Linked DNA regions of Mus musculus: regions 1, 2 and 4 are each linked to region 3. A link is a contact called in public promoter capture Hi-C data. All regions are on one chromosome and are shown on one strand. Each heading gives the region's core, a stretch centred on a gene start, on an enhancer-like site or on the middle of the called end of the contact. The rest is flanking DNA. Distances are from core to core; before and after follow the strand shown.

Evidence for each region. Promoter capture Hi-C pulls out the DNA fragments that hold promoters and counts their contacts.
Region 1: a contact with region 3 is called in a promoter capture Hi-C map of liver, with 2.3 times the contacts expected there. The contact joins the promoter of Rexo2 here to the promoter of Ttc12 in region 3. A contact is called at or near these places in 5 of 39 promoter capture datasets (the C10 cell line, embryonic stem cells, hippocampal neurons and 2 more).
Region 2: a promoter capture Hi-C map of liver shows a contact between it and region 3, with 3 times the contacts expected there. The contact joins the enhancer-like site here to the promoter of Ttc12 in region 3. A contact is called at or near these places in 12 of 39 promoter capture datasets (the 3T3-L1 cell line, the C10 cell line, HPC-7-derived erythroid cells and 6 more), 1 of 484 Hi-C or Micro-C datasets (embryonic stem cells), 5 of 115 datasets of contacts at active chromatin or transcription factors (differentiating embryonic stem cells, embryonic forebrain, embryonic stem cells and 2 more) and 2 of 9 other capture datasets (adipose tissue and embryonic stem cells).
Region 4: a contact with region 3 is called in a promoter capture Hi-C map of liver, with 6 times the contacts expected there. The contact joins the promoter of Ppp2r1b here to the promoter of Ttc12 in region 3. A contact is called at or near these places in 2 of 39 promoter capture datasets (liver and pre-B cells).

What each region holds. Positions count from the first base shown.
Region 1 is chr9:48,477,846-48,484,784 of GRCm38.p6, reverse strand. It overlaps Rexo2 (RNA exonuclease 2), which reads left to right and starts at 4,174. Exons shown (of 7, transcript NM_024233.4): 1 at 4,174-4,378; 2 at 5,392-5,475. The coding sequence starts at 4,232.
Region 2 is chr9:50,589,274-50,595,380 of GRCm38.p6, reverse strand. No RefSeq gene overlaps it. Among named protein-coding and RNA genes, the nearest start is that of Sdhd, 12 kb to the left of the region's middle. Within about 2 kb of position 2,215, at least 51 of the 459 cell types and tissues checked have an H3K27ac peak or open chromatin away from gene starts, as enhancers often do. A contact at or near this core is called in liver, where this site is marked.
Region 3 is chr9:49,483,598-49,490,371 of GRCm38.p6, reverse strand. It overlaps Ttc12 (tetratricopeptide repeat domain 12), which reads left to right and starts at 4,147. Exons shown (of 22, transcript NM_172770.3): 1 at 4,147-4,226; 2 at 5,630-5,702. The coding sequence starts at 5,645.
Region 4 is chr9:50,855,319-50,862,309 of GRCm38.p6, reverse strand. Ppp2r1b (protein phosphatase 2, regulatory subunit A, beta) reads right to left here and starts at 5,386. Exons shown (of 15, transcript NM_028614.3): 1 at 5,212-5,386; 2 at 4,384-4,474; 3 at 3,359-3,459; 4 at 547-779. The coding sequence starts at 5,325.

The sequences.
Region 1 (6,939 bases), core at 2,925-5,424, 1.0 Mb after region 3:
TTTTGATATACAAAGATGTATTGATACTCCATTTTAAAAAGACTACTTGTATGTGTTTAAAGTTTTTAATCCCTTAGAACAAAGAATATACATGGTTCAAAACCAAAAAATGTCTCTATTGAGACATACCACACCCATTCTTGTGTCTTCTAGCCTGCTCCTTACTTACCATTTTCCAGCATGTAATCACGTTATTAGTTGAGTGGCATTCCAACATTTCTTTGTTCTCATCTCACCTCTCTTGCATATATGGTCATTTTGTGCTTAACAGCATAATCAAGATGTCTTGAGTTGTGATTTTTTTAAAAAGGTTTATTTATTTTATGTATGTGAGTACACTGTTGCTGTCTTCAGACACACCAGAAGAGGGCATTGGGTTCCATTACAGATGGTTGTGAGCCACCATGTGGTTGCTGGGATTTGAACTCAGGAACTTCAGAAGAGCAGTCAGTGCACTTAACCGCTGAGCCATTTCTCCAGCCCAGAGTTGTGATTCTTTGAATGCAATTTTTGTGTATCTGGCAAAAAATGCCTTCAGCAAATTTGTATAATTAAAAAAAATCTTTACATGCCTTATTATCTTGCTTTATCTTGACATCAGTGTACATTACACTGTCCTTTAGAAAAACAAACAAGCATAATGTTCTTTGCCTCAGAAATGGGGATGGGGGTGTGATAACTCGGTGGCGAAGACAGGCTTTTTTCCCCCCATTTGTTCCATTATCTCCTTACTAACATGTTTCACAGATGGGAAAGTAGTCACTTCCTTCCCTATCAAAGAAAAAGTTCCAAATACAAAATAATGTGCCCAAATTTTAGAACTTCAAACCACATTAGATTCACCAGTCTCTGCTTTCTGAGTTTGCATACAACTTGAGCAGCTGCCTCAAGCTCCTGACACCAGGACCTCCCTGCCAGGAAGGGCTGTATTATTTACTGAACTGTGGGCTGACATAACCTGGCTCTCCAACAACCTCTCCAAAACCCTTAAAAGCAAACAAACACATGAACCCCTACTTTAATATGTTGAGTATTTCCTGTGTCCTGTATAATGAGCATTAACTAACTTTGCCAAAACTACTCTTATTAAGGTCAACATTTAATTGGGGCTGGTTTACTGGTTCAGAGGTTCAGTCCATTATCATCAAGATGGGAACAGGCATGGCGCAGGCAGAGCTGAGAGTTCTACATCTTCATCCAAAAGCTGCTAGTGGAAGACTGACTTCCAGGCAACTAGGGTGAGGATCTTAAGCCCACACCCACAGTGACACACCTATTCCAACCAGGTCACACCTCCAAATGGTGCCACTCCCTGGTCCAAGAATATACAAACCATCACACTTGGTAAGTTGGTAGGATCTTTAGCATTTGTGTTGGTTTCCCATTAGAGTAACAAATCACCAAAGACAATCAACCAGTGGTGAAGAACGACTTCTTTTAGGCACTTGGGTTTTAGAGGTTTAAGTCTATGGTCAGGCGGAGTCACTGCTGTTGGGCCTGTGGTAGGGTGGTGCATATTGGCAGGGAGTATGCAATGGAGCCAAGCTCTACAGACTCGATGGCTGCGACGAAACAGGGCAGGAGGGAGGGAGGAGTGGAGGATCACAGTCCCCCTTCAAGAGCATGCATCTAATGACTGGAAGACCTGTCACGAGGCCCTACCTTTCAAAGTTTTCACAAGCTGTCAACACGATGATGGGGCCAATCCTTACAACACTCTGGCCTTTGACGGACTTCCAGATCCAAATCCCAAAGCTTCATGGTAGAGTGCTCTGTACAAGCTAAGTACTTGGTATGTGTTTGTAAACTGAGTTGACATAAATGCAGTTCAGATTTCATAAAAACCTCAGTGGCCACATATACAGATGTGCTCTGAGGATACTTTCTTTTTTTTTTAAAGGCTTATTTTATTTAATAATGGATGTGGGGGAAATATTAATTTAAAAAAATTCTAGAGCCAAACATGTTATATCATAACTAATCCCTAAACTTGGAAGGTAGGAAGACTGTCACGGGTTTGAGGTCAGCCTGCACTGCATGAGTGAGACCCTGTTTCAAACAACCAAATATAAACCAGACGGAAACCAAAACTGTTTCTGTAGCAGAAAACAGAGACAGTGGGTACAACTTATAGGTCATGACTCCTCCTCCCCAGGAAAGGACGTGTCTCAGCTAAAGTCACAATATTCTAGCCTTTGTCACACAGCTGCTTTCTGCAAGTCTAAAATGGTCATAGATATGGTGGGAAGACATTAGCACACTTACTCACACTCTTTGTTTTGGCAAAACTGTGCATAAATCTATATCTAGTTTCTTTTACCATTTTCTGTTTTGCAATTTCTTTAGAATTTAGGGAAAATAACTGTTTTATTTATGGTAAGAACACTAAATCTGTACTTATCATTGTAACAGAACACATTACCTTAGCTGAATAAACGTGAAAGGTTCTAAAACTCCCACACATAGTTTCTGTTTATTTTTGAGATAGGGTTCCCTGTGGCTATTTACATAGCTATAATTTTTCATTGTTAAATGTAACCATTCATTGTTAAAAAAAAATCATGGGTGTGGTTTTTCAGGATATAAATTGTTAAATACCACCACCAAAGGTGTAATAAAAAAAAGATCTCTATTTGTGCAGTGTGTATGTGTGTGTACGTGTGTGTATGTGTGTTTACTGGTGCCCACTAAGGTTTGAAGAGGGCAACACAATCCCTCGGAGCTGAAGTTCAATCCCCTGCAAGAGCAGCAAGTACTCTTACTTAACCTTTGAGCCATCTCTCCAGCCTAAGGATGTTATCCTTTCAAAATGTAAAGAAGTAATACTGAGAATAAGCCCAGCGGATTCAAATTCCTATATAGCCAGGTGTGGTGTTGCACACTTTTAATCCTAGTACTTGGGAGGCAGAATTCCAGGCCAGCTTGGGTTCTGTAGTGTGTCTCTTTGTCTTAAAAAAAAAGTTTCAATGCTACAATAGAGTTCTCCTTCCTATGAGTAGGGCCACAAATGATTACAAACTTAACAGTATGTTCTACTAGGTAATGCCGTTATAATATACATACCCATTCTGCAGTAAAATTGAACATGTAATTTGACACCCGTTTCCATGATTTTTTCCGTTTCTCTGGCCAAGCTTGGCAGGTCACCGGTGGAGTAGCTGAAATCCACTTGTAGGTTGCAGCATCCTTAAAGCTTTGATTAGGCAACAATGTTTGTCTCACAAAACCAGCTCACCGGGTAGGAATAACTATGCCACCAACCACAAGCTCTGTAATTACTGGCAACACAGCTTTCAGAAAAAGACACAGAGTATGTGATTCAAGACTGAGCACGTTTGTGACAAAATTGCCCTTTGCAGAGGCGTTTGCTACTGAGCTAAAATATAAGATCTCCGCAGAGGCCCCTTCGAGCGTAGGTGATGAAAACCGTATCTATTGTGGGAGATTAAGGACCCGTCTATTAAAACCAGAGCGATCGGCAAAGGCAGAGCGCAGGACAGAGCAGGCAGAGCTATTCCAACTCTCTTTAGTGGGCTGCAAAAGGTAGAATAGTATACGATCTAACAACCGAAACACAGCCTACACGTCCTGGCATCCTAGAAAACGAGACAAGGCTTCTGCCAATAATGGGAAAGGAACATTTATGGAACACCTGATATGTGCGAAGTCATCTTTCAGAAAAGAGACCATTTAAGGACTCCTAAACGGTGATGGCGGAATTGGCCTTGTAGCTCAAAAGAGCACGTCACTCGGATTCCAAGTAAATAAGAAATATACTCAATACGCGGAAGGGAGGGGCAGGTAAAAAAAAAAAAAAAAAGAAAAACTGAGGGAGGTAGCAGTAAGGAAAAGGTAGATTTAAAACAATTCTTAAACATATAACCATATTTTTCAAAGTAAAGCCTCTTCAACTTCGCAGCTTAGAACTAATAAAAACTCAGGAATGATATCTCCTGGAAACAGACAAACTTTAGCGGTGAAATACTAGCAAGTCCCTTAACATCCGAAAACACGTGGCGGGGGAGGGGAGCAGGAGGCTGGACCAAGGACTCCTACTCCCATCAGCCCTTTCGGCAGCCGAGAGTAGCTGTGGAGGGCGAGCCGACGCCTCGCATGCCGGGGCTTGTAGTCTTCTCCCGGCACCTCCCCGTGGGTTTGCGACGTTTAGCGACTGTGGCGCCTGCGCGCGCTGGGCCGGCGGGGCTGGGGCCGTGGCGGCTCGTGCCGGGTGATGCTAGGCGTATCCCTGGGCGCCAGGCTGTTGCGGGGCGTGGGTGGCAGGCGCGGGCAGTTCGGGGCGCGAGGTGTCAGCGAAGGTAGCGCAGCCATGGCGGCAGGGGAGAGCATGGCTCAGCGAATGGTCTGGGTGGACCTGGAGGTGAGAGTGCGGCCGGGGCGAGGAGGGTGCGGGGAGGCGAGCGCAGATTCGCGCGTGGGACCGAGGGACTCCCCTGTCCCGGGAAGCAGCAGGGATCTGGGTGTCAGGTGCGACAGGTGAGCACGGCCCCAGGAGCCCCGAGTCAAGAGTTTTTGCGGGGTCTGGGACTGTCCCTGGACTGTGGGGTTTCTTTCCATCTGGGTGGAGCCGTCCATGTGTCTCCCCTCTCCCTAGCCTCGACCTCCACCCAGAAGTGAATTTGTGTTACGCGTTAGTGACTCTGAGGATCGTGGGTGAGAGTTGGGGCAGCGACTCTGAGCCCTGCTCCGTCCCCACCTCCTAGCCTTAAAAGACTAGGTTGCTTAAGCTAGGACTCAGGAGATGACTCAGCCTTACCCCTCATTCCATAAAAGAGAAAATTGAGGCCCCATTGGAAGATTCAGGTTACCCATTTTAGTTTTAACGCATTCATACCTAGGCCTCTCTTGAACTCCAGTTTTCTGCTTACGAACTGAGTTCATTTGTTAACTTTTTTTGTTGTTGTTGTTGTTGGGAAAACTTCGGAAACCATTGTAAACCTCCGAGAGGTAACGTTCGTGAGCTCACTTTTCTGTAGTCAAGTTTTCATCCTGCTTATTTTGAGTCTGTTCCCAGGACAAATGTGTTTGACAGTAGCTGGCCCGCCCGCAGGAAGTGCCTTTAGCAGTCTCTGAGCACTCAGAACTTAATACCCTGAGTACTGCCCAGACCATTACTGGTCATAGAATGTGAGCTGGGTCCACACAAAGGAATCTCTGTCAAGTAAACTTGGGCAGCACGCCTTTAATCCTAGCACTTGGGAGGCAGAGGCAGGTGGATTTCTGAGTTCGAGGCCAGCCTGGTCTACAGAGTGAGTTCCAGGACAGCCAGGGCTACACAGAGAAACCCTGTCTCAAAAAAATAAAACAAAAACAAAACAAAACAAAAGGTGGTTTCATGTGTTTGTTATATGCTTGTTTATTTATGTTTTACAGATGACAGGATTGGATATTGAGAAGGATCAGATTATTGAGATGGCCTGCCTGATAACTGACTCTGATCTTAACATTTTGGCTGAAGTAGGTGATGCCGTGTAAATACATTCATACCACTTAAAGGGCATTGGGGATCTAAAGGTGCCTTCATCTGATCTCACTGAAAAACGTAGCAGATTGAGGTCTGTGTAGATTAAGGCCCAGTGCTATATTACTAGGACAATGTAATATAATATGTTAGAGTTGGTATTGGAACCAACATAATCCACTTCATAACCGGATTAAGTTTTCAGTTGAAATTGACAGAACTCCCCCTCCCCCAAGGCTACAACAGTTCTGCAGGGTTTACACGTGTATTCTTAGTCCTCATGATGATAAGATAGGCTCTGTTAATGATGTTCATTGTCCACCGGAAGATATTGGGTTACAAGAGATTTGGGGGACTTGCTCAAGAGCATTTGGCTAGGTATTGGGGAAGCTGGTTAAACTACTCTCTAAACACAGGCAGTCTCAAGTGTTCCCACCAGTATCCAGCCAGCTGGGTCCTCATCAAGCTTGGTGTCCCCCGACAGAGTTTCCCATCTCTATGTCCTACCTTCGGCTTTAATTCCATATATAGTCCCCCTTATACCACTCCATCAGGGGTTGGTTCCAGGATTCCTCTGTAGATACCTAAATCTCATTCCCCTGTATCCTGGAAGGAGATGCAGTATTTCTCATGTACTTTGAATCACCTCTAGATTGCCTGGTGTCATTCTTGTGCTCCCAATAGAATACCTGATACGACGTTGGTGCGTGTAAGTAGTGTTTAAAGTAGTGTTTACACCATGTTGGTTAGGGAATGTTAAGGAAAAAAAAAGTATCCGTATGCGTTCCTTACAGACCAATGACGTTTCCGTCTGAACTGGGTGACTCCTCCCAGATGACACCCATTGTCCCAGGTGGCCGTTGCCTTCTCAGCTAGACTGTGTGGTTCTTGCACCTCTGTGTTAGGGTTTTAGAACATCTATAGACACACTTTTAGAATGTGTGCTCACGGTGATTTTTATCACTCTGTTAAATGCTGCCTTTAACTGAAACCTTTAGCAGAACAAATAGAATAGACCTGTTGGCACTTGCGTTTAAGCACCCGTGAAGCGTTTTAAAAGATGAAATCCCTGACCTTGATACCATCCTCAATATTCGAAGTCATTAAAGAACAAAATAGGCCAGGCTTAGTGGCAGGAGTCTTTAATCCCAGCACTTGGGAGGCAGTGGCAGGTGGATCTCTGTGAGTCTGAGACCAGCGAGGTCTATATGACTAGTTCCTGGGCACTCAGGGCTACCTAGTGGGGGTGGAGAGATGGCTCAGCAGTTCAAGCATGTACTACTCATTCATGAAGACAAGAGTCTGTGTCCTAATACCCAGGTCTCACGAGCCCCTGAATCTCCACCTCTAAAGGACCTGACCGGACCAGACACATGCATACGCATAGAAATCAAATGAAACAACAAAACCTGTAGACATGGAGCACGTATGCCCGCGGAAAGAAGAGTCTAGTTAATAAA
Region 2 (6,107 bases), core at 966-3,465, 1.1 Mb before region 3:
TCCATGAAAGGGCAACCATTTGTATCAGTATGTCAGGCGGCATGATCAGAGCTCACGGGCTTGGAAAAGGGGCCGGAGAGATGGCTCAGTGGGTAAAGACACCTGCTGCCAAGCCTGACAGGGATTCACGTGGTGGGAAGGTGACTCCCATTGTTCCCTGATCTCTACAGCTGTGCTGTGACACACATGAACCACACGCCACTAAAAGGAAAAGCTGATATAATAAAAAAGATACAGGAGGACGAGAGGGCTCGGCAGGTGAGGTTATTTAACTGCTGAGCATGACAGCCTGAATTTGAGCCTCGGGACCCACAGGGTGGAGGTGAAATGACCCACTGTTTACCCTACAAACTGCATAAGCACATGCAATGCAAACAATACATAATAAGTAACTAATTACAGACTACCAAGGCAGAGTTCAGGTGCTGTGGTGAAAGCCTGCCAGCTCCCTGTATGGGTTTTGTGTTGTTGTTTTTTTAAGTGCTGGCTTTCTGTGGCCAGATTCAAAGTGAGCCAGCGTTGGCCTTAAGAGTCAGTGTATAGGCTACACAGTTGGTAACCAATTGGAAGGTTAAACATGACCCAAAGGCAGGAGCTTCAAAGTGACCACAGGGCTAACAGCAAACTGGCGACAGCGAGTGTAAAGTGCAGAGCTCCAAGAAGTGCGGGCTGCAGTGCTTTAGAGACTCCTTCCCCACCACAGAGCTAAAGCGTGAGATGGATTAAATGGTGACAGTGCCATAGGCACTCCAGAGTTCCAGCCACAGAGTGACTGGCCCTCAACTGACTACACAGTGAGCCAAAAAAAGAATTCTTAAGCACTTACTTTTTGTTTGTTTGTTTGTTTGAGACAGGGTTTCTCTGTGTAGCCCTGGCTGTCCTGGAACTCACTCTGTAGACCAGGCTGGCCTCGAACTCAGAAATCCACCTGCCTCTGCCTCCTGAGTGCTGGGATTAAAGGCGTGCGCCACTTATCTTGTATGTGCTCAGATGCAGGGAGGAACACACTCCTGTGAAGGTCGGAAGGCACCCTGCAGGAGTCAGCTCTTTTCACCGTGTGAGTTTTGGGGACCCAACTCAGGTCAACAGGCTCAGAATCAAGCACCTCACCCGCTGAGCCATCTCCCTGTCCCGAAGCCAGATCTTTTTTTTTTTTCTTTAAGCTTTTAAAATTGAAAATAGATTCTTCTCTCATAGACTACATCCTAACCGCAGTTTCCCCTCCCTCCCCTTCTCCTAGCTCTCCTCTAGATCCAGTCCCCCTCCATTTTCTCCCTCCAAGGGAGGCTAGCCAGACGGACAAAACACGCTACAATAAGACAAAGCAAAAATCCTAGTGGAGGCTGGGACAAGGCATTCCAATAGAAGGAAAAGAGTCTCAAGAACAGGCAAAAGTGTCAGAGATACACCCGTTCCTACTGTTAAGAGGCTCACAAAAACACCAACCTAATAGCCATAATGTGTACACAGAGGATCTGATGCAGTTATTTCTTCTATGTGTGTATGCATGCACGTGTGTGCGTGCAGAAGTGTACACACACACACACACACACACACACACACACACACACACACACACACACACACACACACACACACTAAATGCAGTGCCCATGGAGACCAGAAGAGGGCACCAGATTATCTCTGGAACTGGGGCTGCAGAAGGTTGAGTCTGGAACCAACCTGGGTCCTCTGGTACAGGAGCAAGTGCTCTTAACCACTGGGCCATCCAGCCTCCCAAGTAGTATTAGGATGGATTTTCTCCTTGGTTGGCCTGAAAGGATGGGATATTGCTTTCATGCCAGAGGCACATTGTCACTCTGGGCTGCGGAGAAGGTAATAATTACAAGGAATAAAGGCCGAGGGCACCAATTCTCTTTTTGGTGTGTTCTTCAGAGTAGATACAGTCTAAGTATAGCTTGTACTTTTACTCTACTAAGTGTGGCTTTTCTACCTCCGCTTCTATTTCCTCGGACCTCTCTCTCTCTCTCTCTCTCCCTCTCTCTCTCTCTGTCTCTTTCTCTCTCCCTTTCTCTCTCTCACTCTCATGTCCTCGAGCTCCGTTCTGCTTTAAAATAGTTTTATCTATGAGAGAAGGAACTTGAGAGAGGTATCACTGTGAGCACCAGTCAGGATGCTAAAGAGGACATGCACAGAGGAGCCTGAGTCTTGGATGACGTCACTGCACTGCCACGCCATTGCCACACCTATCTGCATCTGCGGATGCCAGTCAGCGCTTCCGCTTCCGTGCAGTCTTGTGTAATAGAGCTGCTCTTCCAGAGTAGGTGATTGTAGGAGGTTCCCCAGTGGGTCTCACCATCCGTGGACCTGGTCCTTTTGTTTACACCTCTAGCTTGAATCTATTTTCTGTCATAAGTAATAGTGTGATCAATGGCCTTGGATCTGTGTCTTTGTCTAGTGGTGAACATGGTTTTTCTTCTTTGTGTTCAACCTCTGTATTTGTGGAACTCATTCAGATTTATCTTGTTGCTGTGTATCTGTGTTTAGGGGTTAGGAGGAATATGTTTGTGCCCATGTAGAGACCAGAGGAGGATGCTGGGTCTTTTTCTTGGCTGCTCTCCACCTTATTTTTTGAGGCAGGGTTTCTCACTGAATTTGACTTAGCATTTTGGCTAGGCTAGCTGCCCAGTGAGCTCATAGGATCGCTCCTGTCAGTGCAGTGGCTACTGGTATGCACTGCCCTCTCTAGCAGTTATATGGAGGCTGGGGATTTGAACTTGGGTCCTCTTACTGTACCAGTGAGTGGTCTTATCCACTGAGTCACATTTTTAGCCCCTAATTTTGCTTTTTGAAATTTCTGTTTTGAAACTGGTCTTGCTACACAGTCCAGGCTGGCTCTGAGCTCAGCTGTGTGGCCCAGCGTGACATCAGACTCCCTTCGGCCCACTCACCTCAGTCTCTTGCATGCAACTCCACCCTTTATTTTATGTTTTTTTTCTGTTTGTTAGAGTTCATGTCTTCAGATGTTGTGAATAAGGGACAGGATAGATTGGAGGGATGGCTCAGTGGTTAAGCGCACTTGCTGCTCTTGTGGACACTCTGGATTCAATCCCAAGCACACACATGACAGCTTATAACCCTCTATATCTCCAGTTCCAGGGGGAAACCAGACACTCTTTTGGTCTTTTTGGGGTGCTACACACACATGGTACACAGACATACTTGCTGACAAAACATCCATACGTATAACATGTTAAAAAACATTTCCAGCTCCTTTTCTGGTTTGACTGTTCTTCTAAAGAGATGGGTGTGAGCTGGGCAGTGTTGGCACACATCTTTAGTCCCAGCATTCAGGAAGCAGAGGCTGGCGGATCTCTGAGTTCATTGCCAACCTTGTCTACAGAGTGAGTTCCAGGACTGCCAGGACTACACAGAAAAACCCTGTCTTGCAAAAACCAAACAAACAGAAGAGAGGGAGAGATGGGTGTGACTGATGGTTTGCTACTTGAGCTTCGACTCACCTCTGTTGGTAGCCCTTGGTGCCGAGTCCCTCTCCCTCAGACTGACTGTCACTCCCACATAGAGTCTGCGCTGCTCTTTGCCCTCCGGGCTCTTACTGTAGAGTTTTGTGCGATTCACTTAAACTTTGTTTTTCCCCAGTCACTTAGGAGCTCAAAGAATTCAATAGGTCTGTGTTTAGGTCCTTTTGTTTCATCTAATAAATTTATTCAATAAAACTCTTGTGGCATTGCCATTGGTGGATAGCAATGCACCCGTGGATAGCCCTGTTCTAAGCCCATTGGAGGAGCCCCAGGTAAAACCAGTGTATCACAGAGCAAAAACAAAAGGGAGGAGACACAAAAGTGAGGTGGGAATGTGCTTTCTTCACTGTGCTGTGCACACATGCACACACACAGACACACACACGCATGTGCGCGCACACACACACACCATGAACACACACATGCATGCACACAACGTGCACAAACACTCACTTGAACACCCAAGCTCCCCTCCCCCCCACATACACACACCACGAATGCACATACACGCATGCTTGCACCACACTTGGGAGCCTCAGCAGGATGTGGCGACACATGCCTCAATCCTAGCAGTTGGGAGACAGACACAAGAAGAGTGAGTTTGAGACCAGCCTGAACTACATAGTGAGACCCTGTGTCAACAAAACCAAAACAAAAACATGAAGCAGAGGAGGAGGAAGCTTTTCTCTGGCTGTCACAGAATTTTAGCATCATTCAAAGTGAAAATGGGTTCTCATGGCATTAAGTGTTATACTGTGTTCCAGGAAATAAACATCTCAAATAGAGAAGTGAGTCAGAGCCCGAGAAGCTTATGAAAAAATGTTAGTCACAGGGAGAGCAGAGCTACCTAATGTGAACACAGCTTTCTTTTCAGGCCATTTCTGCTGACATTGGGGATCCCCACGCCTGTTGCTTAATTTGGCAGCTGCAGGCAATGAGCAGAGGACTCAGCAATTGTAGGGGCCAGGAGCTGCACCGTTCTGCTGGGAACTTTCCTCTTTGTGCTGAAAACCAATATGAATTACCGGGAGTGTTGTAATGGCTACTATAAGGGAAAAATTATAAAAGGACCCAGAAACACGGAAAAATTGCGGGGGATGGGGGGGTGAATTTAATTCTAATTTGGAGGAGACTTGGAATGAATTAGTTCTGTGCTCTTAAACAAAGGGACAGAGAGTTGTGACAGCGTTCTCTATAGTAGCAGAACTTACAAATGAATCCTCCCCTCTATATATGTATGGGATTTATTGAATGAATTACAGGCTGTGGTCTAATTAATCAAACTATGAACAGGAAGTCCAAGAATTCAGAAGTTTCTTAGTCCACAAGGCTGGATGTCTCTGCTGGTCTTCAGCACTCTGGAATCCCTTAGAAGTAGGCTCTAATGCCAGTGAAGGAATGGATTTGCTAGTAAGGCAAGGACGAACAGGCAAAGAGCGAAAGTGTCTTTCCATACCCTTCTATTGGCTTCCAGCAGAAGGTATGGCCCAGATTAAAGGTGGATCTTCCCACTGCAAGATCTGATTTAAAGACACCTATCTTCCTGCCCCAAGATCTGGATCAAAATTGTGTTTTCCTACCTCAAAGGTCTGGACTAGAAGTGGGTGTTCACCCACTCAAATCAAGCAATAAATCTCTCACAGGTGTACCCTCCATTTCTGAATTGTAGTTCATTTCCAGATGTAGCTAAGTTGACAACAAAGAATGACCACTACACCGTCCATTTCTAAAGTTTAATTTATGCTGGGTGGACATGGTTGTACATGTCTGTGCCTGCAGGCTGAGGCAGGAGGATCTCCTGGCCTAGGTAATGAGTTCCAAGTCAGCCTGGGTTTTTAATGAGATGTTGGTTGTCTCAAAAAAAAAAAAAAAAAAAAAAAAGAAAGAAAGAAAGAAAGAAACCAACCAAACAAGAAAACAAAATGAAAATCAGAAGTTGGGGTTGTGGCTCAGTAGGTAAAATATTTGTCTTGCAAGTGTGAGACTGGAGTTTGGATCTGCAGAACCATGCAGCTACCTGTAATTCCAGCTTTAGAAGGATGTCTGGGAACTTCAGAACAGGTTGGTTAATAAGATGAGCCATACTGGCAAGCTCTGGGTTTGATTGAGGGAGCCTGCCTCAGTGAATAAGGGGGAAGAGCTTTGGAGGACGGTTCCTTTTTATTTTTTTTTAAACTTATTTATGGTTATATGTAAGTACACTGTAGCTGTCTTCAGACACACCAGAAGAAGGTGTCAGATCTCATTATGGGTGGTTTTGAGCCACCATGTGGTTGCTGGGATTTGAACTCAGTATCTTCAGAAGAGTAGTCAGTGCTCTTAACCACTGAGCCATCTCACCAGTCCCTCTGGAGGATGGTTCCTAATGTTGGCTTCAGGCCTCCACATACATGTGCACACATATGCATATGCAAACACACATAAGAACACCACACATAAACACAAAAAACGGAAAAAGGGAGGCATCATTTCTTTTTTGTAATTGTGAGGAGGATTAAACTTTACTTTCAAAATGGGGTGGGAGGTGCTCATGTTTCTTCAGGAATTCTTCTTTGTCCAGCAGCATAGGCCAGCATAGGCCAGTGGGATGTTCTATGAGTTGAG
Region 3 (6,774 bases), core at 2,898-5,397:
CTCTCACGCGTTGTTGCCAGTTAGAATGCCAACTGCTCCGACGTTTATGAATCACCAAGGAGCACTTCGGAAATTTTAACAACCTAGGAGAGTAAACTCTTGCAAAGTATAAAGGGAACTAAGGCTCTAAGATGGTGTGGCTGAGTGAGTGAGTGGGAATGCCACACACAGAAGAACGCATGCTTCTCTGCGCTAACGAGCGTGTGTGGCACGGCACAGCAAATTGGCTTAAAAATGGGAGGATAATGAATAATAATTATGAAAACAACGTGGTTCGAAAATACACACTTATCCGAGGCAAGCGTATACATAAGTATCCCTGAGGGCCTCTGCTGTCGGCTGTTGGGAGGATGGGGAAAGCATCTCCCGAGAGTGTCATGTGTGAGCCCCTACTAAGGGGTCCTCAGAATGTGGCAGCGGCTGGGTGTTGACATGATGCCGGACTAAGTAACTTAAGACCATATGTAAGCAAGATGGCAGCATTGCAGAAATTCACAGACAAAAAAGATGGGAAAGGAGAGGCATCTGGCTCTAACTAATGAAGCAGGGATAGTTTCTGCCACGTGCTTCTAATGTAATATCAAACTTCTTACACAAAGTCAAGAGACACTGCTCCCTGGCAACACCTGTCTCCAACCGTCCCTGGCAACTGAAAGGGGACCCACATCCGGACTATGTGTGACTTGTGGCATCTGGCAATTCTGTGAAGTGCCTTTGTCCCACAAACCTCGATGGTGGAGAAAATTCCAGGGAACGAAGGCGATGTGTCTTCAGTTTTCTGAGTGTGAACGCTCACCTTAGATGGATGACTTGTGCCTCAAATAAGCAATTAATCACCCTTAAATTTCTCAACATCCTGAACTGCTGGCTTTAGCTCACTCTCCAGAGAAGCAGTCTCAGCAAAGCAGCCATACAAAAAAAGAGCCTTGCCAGGTGTGGTGGCTGGATATGCTTGGCCCAGGGAGGGGCACTACTAGGAGGTGTAGCCTTGTTCGCGAGTGGGTGTGGCCTTGTTGCTGGGAACATTGACATGCTTCCTGCCATGATGACAATGGACTGGACTTCTGAACGTGTAAGCTAGCCCCCGTTAAATGTTTGCCTTGGTCATGGTCTCTCTTTATAGCAATAAAACCCAAACTAGGACACCAGGTGTGCACACACAGGAGGTGCTCGGTTAGCACTAAATAACTGCAGGAGAAGCACAAGAACACCTGAGCACCGACCCTGTGCCGAGTCCTGCCTTGCACTGGCTAGTCATACCCATTCCGCCCACAAGAGGGCAGTGCTACTCCACAGCAGGCAGGATAGGGCGCCACTCCCATCTGGCATGGGAGCTCCTGCTGGCCTTTTCTAGAATATAAGTCCCTTGATCCACAGTAAAGTCTCTAAAGAAAGACACTGGTGGATTCACCTTGCTTTCTTAATGGAGTCACAGACACTTCCCAGCAGAGGGGAAGCTAGACCAGTCTCTGACAAGCATGGAGCAGTCTGCTTGGCATGCCCAGGGAGGAAACCATAAGCTTAGGTGGAAACTCGCAGGGGGGTTGCTGACAGCATTGTCTGCCACATGGGTGTACATAGGAGTCAGGGCAGTCAAGTGGGGGAGTTTTGAGGGCACAGACCAAGGTTCAGGTCTTGCTCGGCCCCTGAGAAATCTCGGTCCCTTTTATCTGTGTGTTCTTGACTTAAGAAATGGGAATAAACAAAACATTTACATGAAGTCATACGTATGCCTGGCACACGGGACTGCTATTGTGGTTGTTGCAAATATTTTCCACACCATCATTTCAGCACAGAAATATCAAGGGATACTCTTGTCTCCTGCAGACACATGAACCTGCGATCCTGAAAACTACTCCTTCCTCTACAGTGGCGAGTTAGAACAGAAAAGATAACAGGGGAATCCAAGGGGCAGGGATTTTCAGCTTAACAGATTCTTTCCCTGTAGGGACACGTGGTTCGGAGAAAGAAATGAGGCAGTATTTAGTGATTCTTCTTGGGGAGGCCTGGACAAACCCTTCTCTCAGAATCTTGAAACCAAAGCTGCCAGGCTAGCTGGCTCCTGCAGCCGAGGGTCTTGTCTGGCAGGCTGTAGTTTGGCTCCTGGATTCTGGTGGACTTGTCTCCACAGGCAAAGGTAGTTTGTTTCATTCTGCATGAGGCTGAGAACTTTTTTTCCCACTCTCTTCTGAGCTTGTATAATATAATTGATGGGAAAATGCAAGGAGTTAGGATGGTTTGCACGGTGGGGAGCGAGCTGAGGGAAGGAGTAGCAATGGTTTCTATTAATCTGAGTCTCAGATTTACGATACAGTGGAAGATGACCAAATGTTCCCCCGTTTTTTTATTGAAGGCATAAACCACAAAACTGGAGTCTCGCGCAAGGGATTTAAGCTCCGTAAAGTAAACTCATCCTTGAAATACAGCTCACTAATGCTTTTGAAAGTCTCTGCACACGTAAACCACTGTGCTGGAGGGAGGACACACAGACATTGACCCTTAAAATCTAACAACAGTCATCCTGATCCGCATAGATTCGCCCACAGCACCCTTAGATTTTTGGCATAGCATCAAGTGAAGAACACGTGGTCAGAGTGGCTGAGCATGTTATGCCGAGGCAACAAAGCCACCCAAAATGTTGACCCCCTTATCAGCCGGGTCTACTGCTTACTCTTCTATGAATCAAAGGTAGACTGGGTTCTGTGAATGCTCACACAGGCCTCCATTGGCTAACTGCTGGGTGGGTGGGGGGGCATAGTCAATGAGTCACACTCGGGTTATTGAAGGTTCTTGTTCACAGTTGCTTATCTGTATACCACACTGGCCATATCAAGTTACCAGGGCACAAAAGTAAAATCTACATAGGCCTGGACAAAAGAGCATGAGACTCTTTGCTGCCAGGTGACTGACTTTCTGGGGTCACTTAGGACTTCTGACCAATCCGAGGTAAGTTTGGTGGCACACACCTGCCATCCCAGCACCCGAGACAATAGGATCACCTTGAGCTCGAGGACACCCTGGGCCACAAAGTGAATTTTGGGCTATGCAGGGCCACAGAAAGGTATAGCATCCAAAACACACACACACATACACACACACACACACACACACACACACACACACACACACAGACCAGCTAAAGAAGCAAAGTGAAACAAAACAAAACCCTAGTAATCTATCAAGTGTAAGATTTGTCCCCGCAAAGTGGCTTGTGACTGTACCACTGTAATCTTACTCTTCAGGACAGATGGCCCTTGGAAGCCTGATGCAAACTGTCAACTCTCTTATCCTTTCTCCATCCGGAATAGCATACTTGACAGTTTCTGTAGGCACATTTGCTCATCTAAGTCCACGTGCTAGAAACAAAAAGACAAAACAAAGGCAAACCTCTGGTCCTAAGGAATGGGAACTAGTCCTATAACACATGGGCTTATGGGACTGGGGAGGGCAGAGCTGCACTCCATAGCAACAGGAATGGAAGCCGTCAGACAGAAAGAGCTTCTGAAGACGCACCAGCCAGCCAGTCTGTGGCTACTGAGCATCACTATCCAAGGCAGTCCTGGGTGCAAGTGAGTCTGTCCCTTCTTCGGCCAGTAGTTCTGGAACTCCCATCGCCTCTTCTTACCTGGGTTCTTGCCTGGCCACTGGCTAGCCTCAGGCACTTTTTTGTAGATTCTGGTTTTGACTGATCTACATTACCCACATTTTAGAGCTCAGGACTCACCACTCTTCCATTCCCTGTGATGTGCTCTCTCTACCCTAAATCCTACTGTTGTTTGTATATCACTCACTTCTGTAGCTAGATAGGATCCAGCCCCCTTAACCATAGCTTTGTCGGAAAAGTGTCGTTTTTCCATTTCATTTACGAGAAAAATTGAGAATCAAAGAGACGGTACTGCCTTGGAGGCCATACATTGGTCATTAAAAACAAACCTGGACTCACACCGAAGTACGCTGGATGGAGCCTTTACATTATGGGACTAAAGATATGAAACCAACTGGGAGAACCCTCGCGGCTCCAGAGTGGAAGGGCTTTCACTGACGTTGCTTTAGCGACCAGCCGGCACCAACTTGCTTCTGGGTGGGACATCCCAGCTTCAAACGGGGCAGCGCGTTCTTTGGGTCACGAGAGGCCCCGCCCTCTCCAAGGCCCCGCCTCTCCCCAGCGAAAGCCAGTCACAGCCTGTCCTCAGCTTCCACTTCCCGTCCGATCCTGGGCACTAAAGGTCAGTCTAGCCGGGTGGCCGTGGGGAATCTATCTTGGAACTGTTCCTGGCCTGGGCTTAGAGTTGACAGAGGCCACTGACTCGGGCCCTGAGTTTGATCCAGTACCAGCTGCAGGCTGAGACCAACCCTGGAAGCACAGGGCCAGGACGCTGGGGAGCGGTTGCCTGGCAACAGTACAGCTGTCCCCGCCCTCCCTCCATGGAGTTGTGTAGTACCGAAGGGTGGGGCTCGGGTGTGGGTCCTCCACCCCACCGCCGCTCTGCTCCTTTCCAGGGAGCCTTGGCTCTGCGTTCCTGCTGACCCTTCTGGCTTGGGTGTACTGTTCCAGAAAGACTGGCTTTCTCCGTCCATGAAGCGCCTGGTTCAGGCCAGCCTGTAGCTCTGCACGAGTTAATTCCCTCCTCCACCCCCCACCTCACCCCCACCCCCACCCCCGATGTGAATCTCATTCCTAGGGAGTGTTAGCTGTTTGAGCCATATGCCAAGGCTGTTTTCTAGATAAAAGAAGCCTGACTAATCACGCATCCACGTTCAGGGTGCTACAGTCAGACCCGTGGTGTCCTCTGGGTTCGCATTATGATTTCCATAACGTAGACGGAGAAACTGGGACTCACGGGCTAATTGTGCATGTCAAAGTTTTAGTTCGCAGTTGTCTGACTGCACTACCAAGCCGCCTGTCTGCAAGCTGGAACCACAGTATAGTGTATTTAAAATATGCATACCTAGGGGGCGCTCCCAAACGAGCTGCGGCTCGCTGTGGGCCAAGGCTGGGGAAGTTTATCCTTCTGGTGATCTTTAGGTTGTGTGGATACGCCTTTGGGTACCTCCGAGGTTATCATGTAGTCTTCACATTCAAAATCAAGTGTAATAAAGCTAATGTACTTGGTAGAGTACTGAAAAGCAGACGCTGGTGCACTGTGGCACCTCCTCTTCATCCTCAGAAACAGGGCGGAGGCAACGGTTTTAATGGAGTGTGGACATGTTCATGAAGGTAGTCTTCTCCCTACTTATCCTGTGCTTTGCCTGGCCCAAGCTTCCGACTAGGCACACCTGTCATGGCCAAAGTTGGAAGACCACACTCGTCCCCCAGCCCTGGCAATAAGTCGGCTCCTCTCCCAGCTTCCTTTGCCATCAGGTCCCTAAATCACAGTGGTTGGTGGTTAGCTTTGGAGGAATTATTGTAGAGCATTTCCCCCCAGCAGAGGCAGGGCTGGCAGCTCTCCGGAAGTGTGGCCACAAATAATAACTGTCCCTTGGCCTTAAACAGCAGTCAGAGGGAAATGGCTCACCCTGCTGTTATTCACGACATTTACAAACACTTAGTCTTAGACAGATAATAAGCCCGATGGTTCTGTTTAGTGTTTTATATTATTAATTTCATAATTTATACTGCCTCCCTTAGAGATTTGTGTCTGCGATGGCTGATGATCAAGAGAGAGACTTGCAGAGATTTCTGGAAAATGTGGATGAAATAAGTAAGTCGCATTAAGTCACAGGCTGAGTTCTGCCTTGGAGCGGTGAAGTGGGTGAAGAAAAACGAAGTTAGCTCCCTGGCTTGTTTGACAGGTTTATGACTCTCAAGGAAAAAAAATGTAATTGAAATTAAACAGAAGGCTATTGAGGTCTCAGTTACAGCCTTGGGGCAGTATTTTCTGGCTGTTAATTGGTATCATAGAAGTTATCATGGTCTAACTGAAGTTCAGGCTGACGGCTCTCCTCCAAGCACCTTTCCTGGTTGCCAGTGAGTCTGTCTGTTCCCTTTGAGATCTATTGAGAGCCTACTTAGTCATCTGTGTTCCTCTTGTAGGCAGGGGACATGAGTCTGTGGCTTTCCCTTCAGATATGTCAGTTACGTGAATGGCTTATGAGTTTCATCCTCTTTCTCAGCACCCCCTGACCCAAGAACACCCTTCCCAAGTTCAAAGAGGTAGAACTTAAGAGAATGTCCATTGAGCCATGCAGCACATTGAAGAGACTCCAAACCAGTCTATCCCTGTCCCAGCTTTAGGGAGCTTGTTTGTAGCTAAAAAGAGTGCATGTGCACACGCACACACACCTTATTTAGCAAGTAGGAATATGTTAAATTGGCAGGCTGTATGGGTGAAAGAGAAACAAAACAGATTTAGAAATAAGGTAACCTCCTGGGGATAAGTAATTGGGTATCCAGTTGTGCCCGCACCAGCCTTCCCTGAGCTCCTTCCTGAATGCTTTTGTGGCCTTGGTACACTGCTATCTTCATGTGAACCCACCTGCCTGCTGGCCTCTATATTGCCTCCCTGCCTTTCTTTCAGAGTCTCGGGCTCTATGGTCAATTGCCAAGGCTACCACCATGCTTCCATCCTAATGTGTCCGGAATTGAGTCATCCCCTCTCACTTTTTCTCCTCTCCCCTTCCTAAACCAAACTCCTCTCTCTGCTGTCTCCTGGTCTCAGCTGGTGGCACTGCCACCCACAAATCTCCAAGTCAGTGGGACTCCTCCCACCTTTCCATCTGTGTCCAATCAGCCTTCAGCTTTGGCTCCCCTCACCCCACCGCCCTGTCCGGCTT
Region 4 (6,991 bases), core at 4,137-6,636, 1.4 Mb before region 3:
GCAACACAGAGCCTTTAAAGTCTCTCTCTTATAAACATCAGGGACTAGGTTTCTACTCACAGTGGTAAAGAAAGGACTGGAAAAACAGCTTAGTCAGGAAAGGGCCTGCCTTCCACCCTCCCCAGGACCTATGTACACAGCTGAGCACAGTGGCTGTGCCTATAACCCCAGAGGGGGCAAGTTGGGAGGCAGAGGCAGGCAGATCCCCAAAGTGTGCGGCGGGCCTGGTAGGCTAGTCTATGAAGTGAATTCAAGGCTAATGAGAAAGCTTGTCTCAAAGGAAAGAAGGAAGGTACCTGGGGATCAACACCAGAGGCTTTCACATGAAATACAAACACACATGCACACATGCGATACGCGCGCACGCGCACACGTGCGCACACACACACACACACACACACACACACGAACAAAATAAGCCATCAGTGTATACAGCTACATGGAAAAGTGTCATCAACCCCACTGGCCTCACATGAAGCTGAGCACCGGGTAAACCCTGCTCTGTGAGTCCCCAGTCATCCCAAACACTAGAAACTACTGTCTTACTGTCGAATCTCTGCCTTGACAGCATTTGAAGCTCTGGGATAGCAAACGCTGAACAAGCCACATGCAGACGTGCGCGACGTGAACCAGTCCCCGCTTGCCAGGCGCTTCACCAGAGGCACAAAATGAGCTTCAAGGGCAACAGGAGTGTGCTCCTGCGAGATCTGCCTCAGCGACTCCACAGCCTTGTCTCGAACGACAGTCTCCTCCACCGTAGCCAAACTTTCCAAAGGAGGCTGCAAGATCAAAAAGGAAAACCAGAGATGACAACTTATTAAATCAGGTTGGACACCGATTGTCACCTTTTATGTGACTGAAGGGAAACAGTACATGTAACCAGAATGTTAACTACATCATACCAAATGGTTACTTTCAATTCACACAGTGATAACATATGGTGTGGCCAACCTGAAGACACGACTTCTGTAGAAAAGCCAAGATCGCATGTCCCAGATGGCAATTCCCAGATGGTGTCTACAAATGACACTGTGGAAGAGACTTGACACAGAATTACTATTATTTGGAGGGGGTGTTTAAATGATATGCAGCCACACCAAGAAACAAATGTGCTATTTCCTTAGGAACAAGTCCAAAACTATGGCCAAGCGTGGGGGCCACACTGCCTGATCATCTCTTGCCAGGCTACAGAGTTCATGCCCTTTCCTGCACCATCCTACCATTCCTGGAGGTGTAAGCAACGCAATTTTCCCAACCAATAAAAAGCTGACTACAACACCATTTTTTCCCCAAATATATTCAGAATCTTTCCATGAGCCAAAGAACAGTCAAAAACAAATGCAGAGATGGGGGTGAGCTTGCAGATCCAGAGACATAAAAGACAAAGAGGTTCAAGGTCGAGCTCGTCAGTAAGCCGATGTGACGCAGCCTGGTGGACAGCAGAAACAGGCTGCTTCTCTGAACCTCTAGCTGCCCTTCTAAACATTTGTATTTGGTCCCAGGTGACTCAGCATAAGCTAAAGCTGTGAGATCAGAACAGAACTCCACGGCAGGCTAACCAGGAAAGAGGATCAGGACTCCAAGAGAAGAAATGTGCCGCTCAATACCATTCAAAAAAATAGAGAGCTTTGTAGCTTTCCTAGAGGGTGGGTCAAAGGTCCACTGAAAAGACATGGCTTCTTACTAGGCAGTCTTTCATGATCTGTCCCCTGCCTACTGCAACATATTCTAGCACTACCACGGAGATGGCCAAACTCCGGCAAATGCCTTATGAGTTGTCCCTTCATTTGAATTCTGCCTATTCCCAGTGCCCTTCTCTGAGCCCTGGTGAGTGCGTCACCAGCCCTAGCTTTTCACTCACGCAGCTCTGAACCCAACAAGCTTCACAGCTGCAAGCCATCGATGAATACTGCTGTGCAGTAACGCCAAGGATCCAGAAGGAATGAACACACAGGATGCTCTAAGGGAGCCTACATTCTAATGGGGGAGATGTCAAATTACAACAGGGTGACGGGCAAGGGGTGGTTGTGACAGGCAAGGCCTCTCAAGATACAAAATGGAGTTGTCCGACTTACACGGACTCCACTATAGAAAACTCTAAATAGCATCTCTCTGAAGATAACATCTACAGCCAACGTCTGGGCAACAATGACCTGGGCTTATAAGGAAAGACCAATGTGCATGGAATGAAGTTACCAAGAGGAACATGCGTATATATAATGAGTTTTTCACTGCTGTGAATCCAAATAGCTACCAGAAGAAACAACATGAGCCTCAGCACAACAACATGGCAGTAATAAAGTGTGGCAGAAGAGTTTTTCTGACTCACTGCAAGGAAGCAAACGAGTCCAAGGACAGAAGCCCCACAACAATGCTACTAGCCAGGCACAAGTGCCCATGAATGCACAAATGAAGACTGAACTGGGATGGATGCAGTCGACAAGACTAATAGCTTAGGCGTGAAGGGGGAGAGGATTTAAGGAGGCCTTCCTCTGCTGGGCTGTAGCTCGGTGAAGGAACACTCACCTAGCATGCAAAGGCCCAGGCTTCAACTTCTCTGACGTAATTTGACATCAAAGCTATCTTCTAGGCTGGCCTTGTATAGCTAGGTAGCTAGTGATATGACTCAAAAAGAGGCACGTTTTGAGGGAAAAATGACAACCCGTATCTAAATCTGTTGTGATTTCTACAAGTGTCCACTTACCTCTTCTCCATCTATGTCTGGAGTTCTACAGAACCATCAAGGTAGAGCTAGGAACCATGGGAGCCAGCATTGAATACACAGTGCTTAAACCCCTAAACAGACAGCCCTGCCTTGTCAGCTGGTCAGCTTCTAGTCATCCTTTAAGGTCTAGTTCATCTGCATAGTGATGCATACCTTTAATCTCAGCACTCTGGAGGCAGAGGCAGGAGGATCTCTATGAGTTCAAAGCTAGCCTGTTCTATATAGAACCAAGGCTACAAAACAAGACCTTGCCTCAAAAAATACAAACAATGCCAGGGCCAAGAAGCAGGAGTGGGGAGGAAGGGAGCAGGGGAGCAGGGTGGTTATAGGGAACTTTCGGGATAGCATTAGAAATGTATATAAAGAAAATATCTAATAAAAAAAATTACAAACAAAAGAAAAAGGGGAACCAAATCAAGTTCTTTCCCTCCGCATCTCTGAAATAATAAGTCTATAGAGGCAGAAACAAGCTTACATTCGGCTGGTAAGATCTAAGTCTTGTTAGTATTATTATTGTCATCTGCCCATAAGAAGTCTGCATAAAATGCTGCAATGTGCCTATCACCAGTTAATAAAGGCACTGTTGATCCTACAAAGTTCTAGAAGGAGCATAGACGATAGAAAAGTACTCACCAGCAGACAGTGGGCAAAGTCAGGACCGCCCACCAAACCAGTGAAATTTCCCAGCTGCTCGGCGAGAGCTAACAGCACCTCATCTTCATCATAAATAGTATCTGAAAACAACAACAGCTGGTTACCACAGGGGCAAGGGCCACTGCGCTGGCTCTCACAGAGCGGTTGCAACTAGAATCCTAAAAGCATTTTCATCCCTCTCTAAATCACAAGTCTTTTTTTGTCAGTTTTTTTATTAGATATTTTCTTTATATACATTTCAAATTTCAAATGCTATCCCGAAAGTTCCCTATACCCCCCACCCCCGCCCTGCTCCCCTACCCACCCACTCCCACTTCTTGGCCCTGGCGTTCCCCTGTACTGGGGCATATAAAGTTTGCAAGATCAAGGGGCCTCTCTTCCCAGTGATGGCCGACTAGGCCATCTTCTGCTACATATGCAGCTAGAGACACGAGCTCCGGGGGTACTGGTTAGTTCATATTGTTGTTCCACCTATAGGGCTGCAGACCCCTTCAGCTCCTTGGGTGCTTTCTCTAGCTCCTATATTGGAGCTATATTGGAGCTGTGTTCCATCTTATAGATGACTACCACAAGTCTTCCTGAATGTTTCACACAATTATTAAGAAACTCACATCCTGGAGCTGGAGAGATGGCTCAGTGGTTAAGGGCACTGGCTGCTCTTCCAGAGAAGCAGCGTTCAATGCCCAGCACCCACATGGCAACTTAACAACTGCCTATAACTCCAGTTCCAGGGGATCTGTCACTTTCACATGCAGGCAAAACACCAATGCATATAAAATAAATCATTTACAAAGAAATCCATATTTCACATCAATCACCTTCCCACTAGCTACACGGTTTATGTTTGAGTATGTCTGACTATATGTAGCATTTCTATACACCTTGCAGAAGGCAAGGCTCAGTCTAGTACTTATCGCTACTCTAGGTAACAAACTAAGAAAATTAAATAAAAATAGTTTAAAAGCCAATAGAAATGGAGCGTGTATCTTTCAAGGGACACAAACCTGTAAGGAAAGGCAGCAGTTCCGTTCGAGTCCTTTCTACCCCGAGTGCTAGAGCTATAGTTGATAACTTCTTAATACTGTTGAGACGGAGCTTTAAAAACAAAGTGGGAGGGAGAACAAAGCAAAGAGATGATTGCAATTCTGGTCAAAGAAGCAAATAGGTGAGATACTGGGACACAGTATAATGATGAATGAGCCTTTCACTTAGATCTTAATCCTAGGAAAACTCAAGGACCGTTTAACACGTCATTAGCCAGAAGCTATCTTAGGGAGAACACTGAAGGGCCGGGGAAGAAACGAATGAATGAAAACACGCGGACAATGAGAGGGTCTGAAAAGAGAGAACTCTGGATGGAGAGAAGTGGGTGAAAGAAACGGTTAAGCACAACTCCTCCCTTTTCAGGGAAAAGTTCTATCACAACTGATGCACCACTCATCTGGGTTAATCAGCCGCCGCGCTCTTTCCACCCAACCAGCCCAGCTAGTTTGCCCGGGGACGGACACTCCGCATCACTTCAAAGGGAACGGGGGCCGGGGGCCGCTCCTCCGCTCCCGGCGGCCCCGCAGCCCGCCTGCGCTGGTCCACCCGAGGTGCGAACCGGTTCCCCGCCCACTGCCGGGAGCAGATGGACGCCACCACCCCAGAGGGTCGGAGGAGGGCAGCGGAGCTGAGACGGACCACCGCGCACCCGCCGCCCCACGCCTCCGTCCCGGGGCTGAATACGACTCTGCCACCCCGGGGGTCGCCCCCAGGGCTGAGCCGGCCTTTCCGCTTCCCTACCATGTGCGCTTCCGCCCTCGCCTCGGCTCCCCAGCCCAGCCTAGTACCTGCACGTCCTCATTGCGGAGCTCGTCGATTAAAACCGCGATCGGGTAGAGCGAATCGTCTCCATCTCCACCCGCTGCCCCCGGACCGGACCCTGGCCCTGCTGCGCCCGCCATGTTCTTCCTCCTCTGGCTGGTCGCCGCCGAAGGCCCCGTGCCCAGACCACGCCCCGCGCTCAGGCCACGCCCCGCGCTCAGGCCACGCCCCACACACAAACAGGCGGGGCTAAATCCAATCAGCCGGCTCCGAGGAACTGATGGAATCAAGTTTTTTCCCTGCGCGTGGAGGCTCCGGCCTGACCCCCATTGCTGGAACTGGAGGTCTGAACTCCAGAAGAAGGGCGGGCCGAAAAAACCAATGGAACCCCTGCATCCTTTCCCCAGCCGAAAGAAACAAGGGCAGGGATTCATCGTCTCCTTGCTGTGCTCTGAAGGAGACGGGCCTTAATGATGGATGCCGAGCCTCAAGTAGAACTCAGAGACAGGCCAGGAGGAAGAAGCTTTAACACCTCCCCCTCCACCCCAACCTCCACCCCCACCCCCAGGCTTCATGCTGGCCCTGAGCCACTGGGTCTTGGTCTTAATTTCCCCTTGGGCGACAAGCCTCTACACGCGCGCGCGCGCGCACACACACACACACACACACACACACACACACACACACACCTTCCTCTGGCCTGTTTGCCAAAATCGTGGCTGGCTCCTGCTCCTTAAGACAAATAATGAGGGCGGTGAGAGAAAATGAACAGTGCTGTCCAAACTCCCCAGTCAATATTTTTTCCACGCAAGCTGTTCAAAACATGCTGCTCTCTTGTTTTTGTGTTTCTTTTCAGTGTGGTACTGGAATGGCGCCTTCTGTTGTATTGTCTTCTCTTTTTTTTTCCTTCTTTACCAAGAAGCACAACAACCTAACATAACTGGGCCCAGTTTTACTCACCCCAGTTCGGTGCGGGTGTAAACTGGCCTCCCTAGACCTCCAGGAGTCCCCCTAAAGGACTCCAGGAGGAGGTGGGCCTGGGCCTTTTTACACAGAACTTAATGGAAAATGTTCCACTTGCCCTATGGAATGGCACAAAGTAACTATCTCTCCTTTCGACTTAGATATAAGCAACTTAGATTGGTAGCTCTGTCACAAGTTCTCAGATGACACTATTTTGTGCCTTAAGGAAATTGTCATTAATAAATGCAACTTAGGAGGTAAGTTTTTTTTTTTTTCTTTTTAAAGCATGGGATGCCTACTAGGAGATAGCCTTTCATAGTCAAAGCTTGAGAACCAACAGACTTCAGTTTGCGGTTTTTGTTTTTTCAACTTCTGTCCACGAATGAATGCTTGAAGACTCTCGTTTTATTTTGATAATTTTTAGATTCACTTACTTAAGGCATGGTCTGGACTGCTGGGGTGGCTATCTTTTTTAATTACAAAAACTGTGTATATGTGTGGTATGTACACACATGAGCCACTGAACAAGTGTAGTCAGAGGACAGCTTGCGGAGTGGGTTATCTACTTCTACCAAGTGGGTTCCAGTAACTGAACTCTGGTTGTCAGGTTTGGTGACACATGCCTTTATCCACTGAGCCATCTAGCTGGCCCCCAGGGACTACCTGAATCAGCCCTGCACAGGATTTCAGCACCCGTATTTGCGTGAGTTTCAGCACAGCTTTCATTGTTCTGGGCTCCTAAGAAATGAACAGAGGTGGAAGCTAAATGAAAAATATGTTTTTATGCACAAAATGGAAGACAGAGGGTACCATGCAATTACAGTCTCAATGGCTCTAAACAAG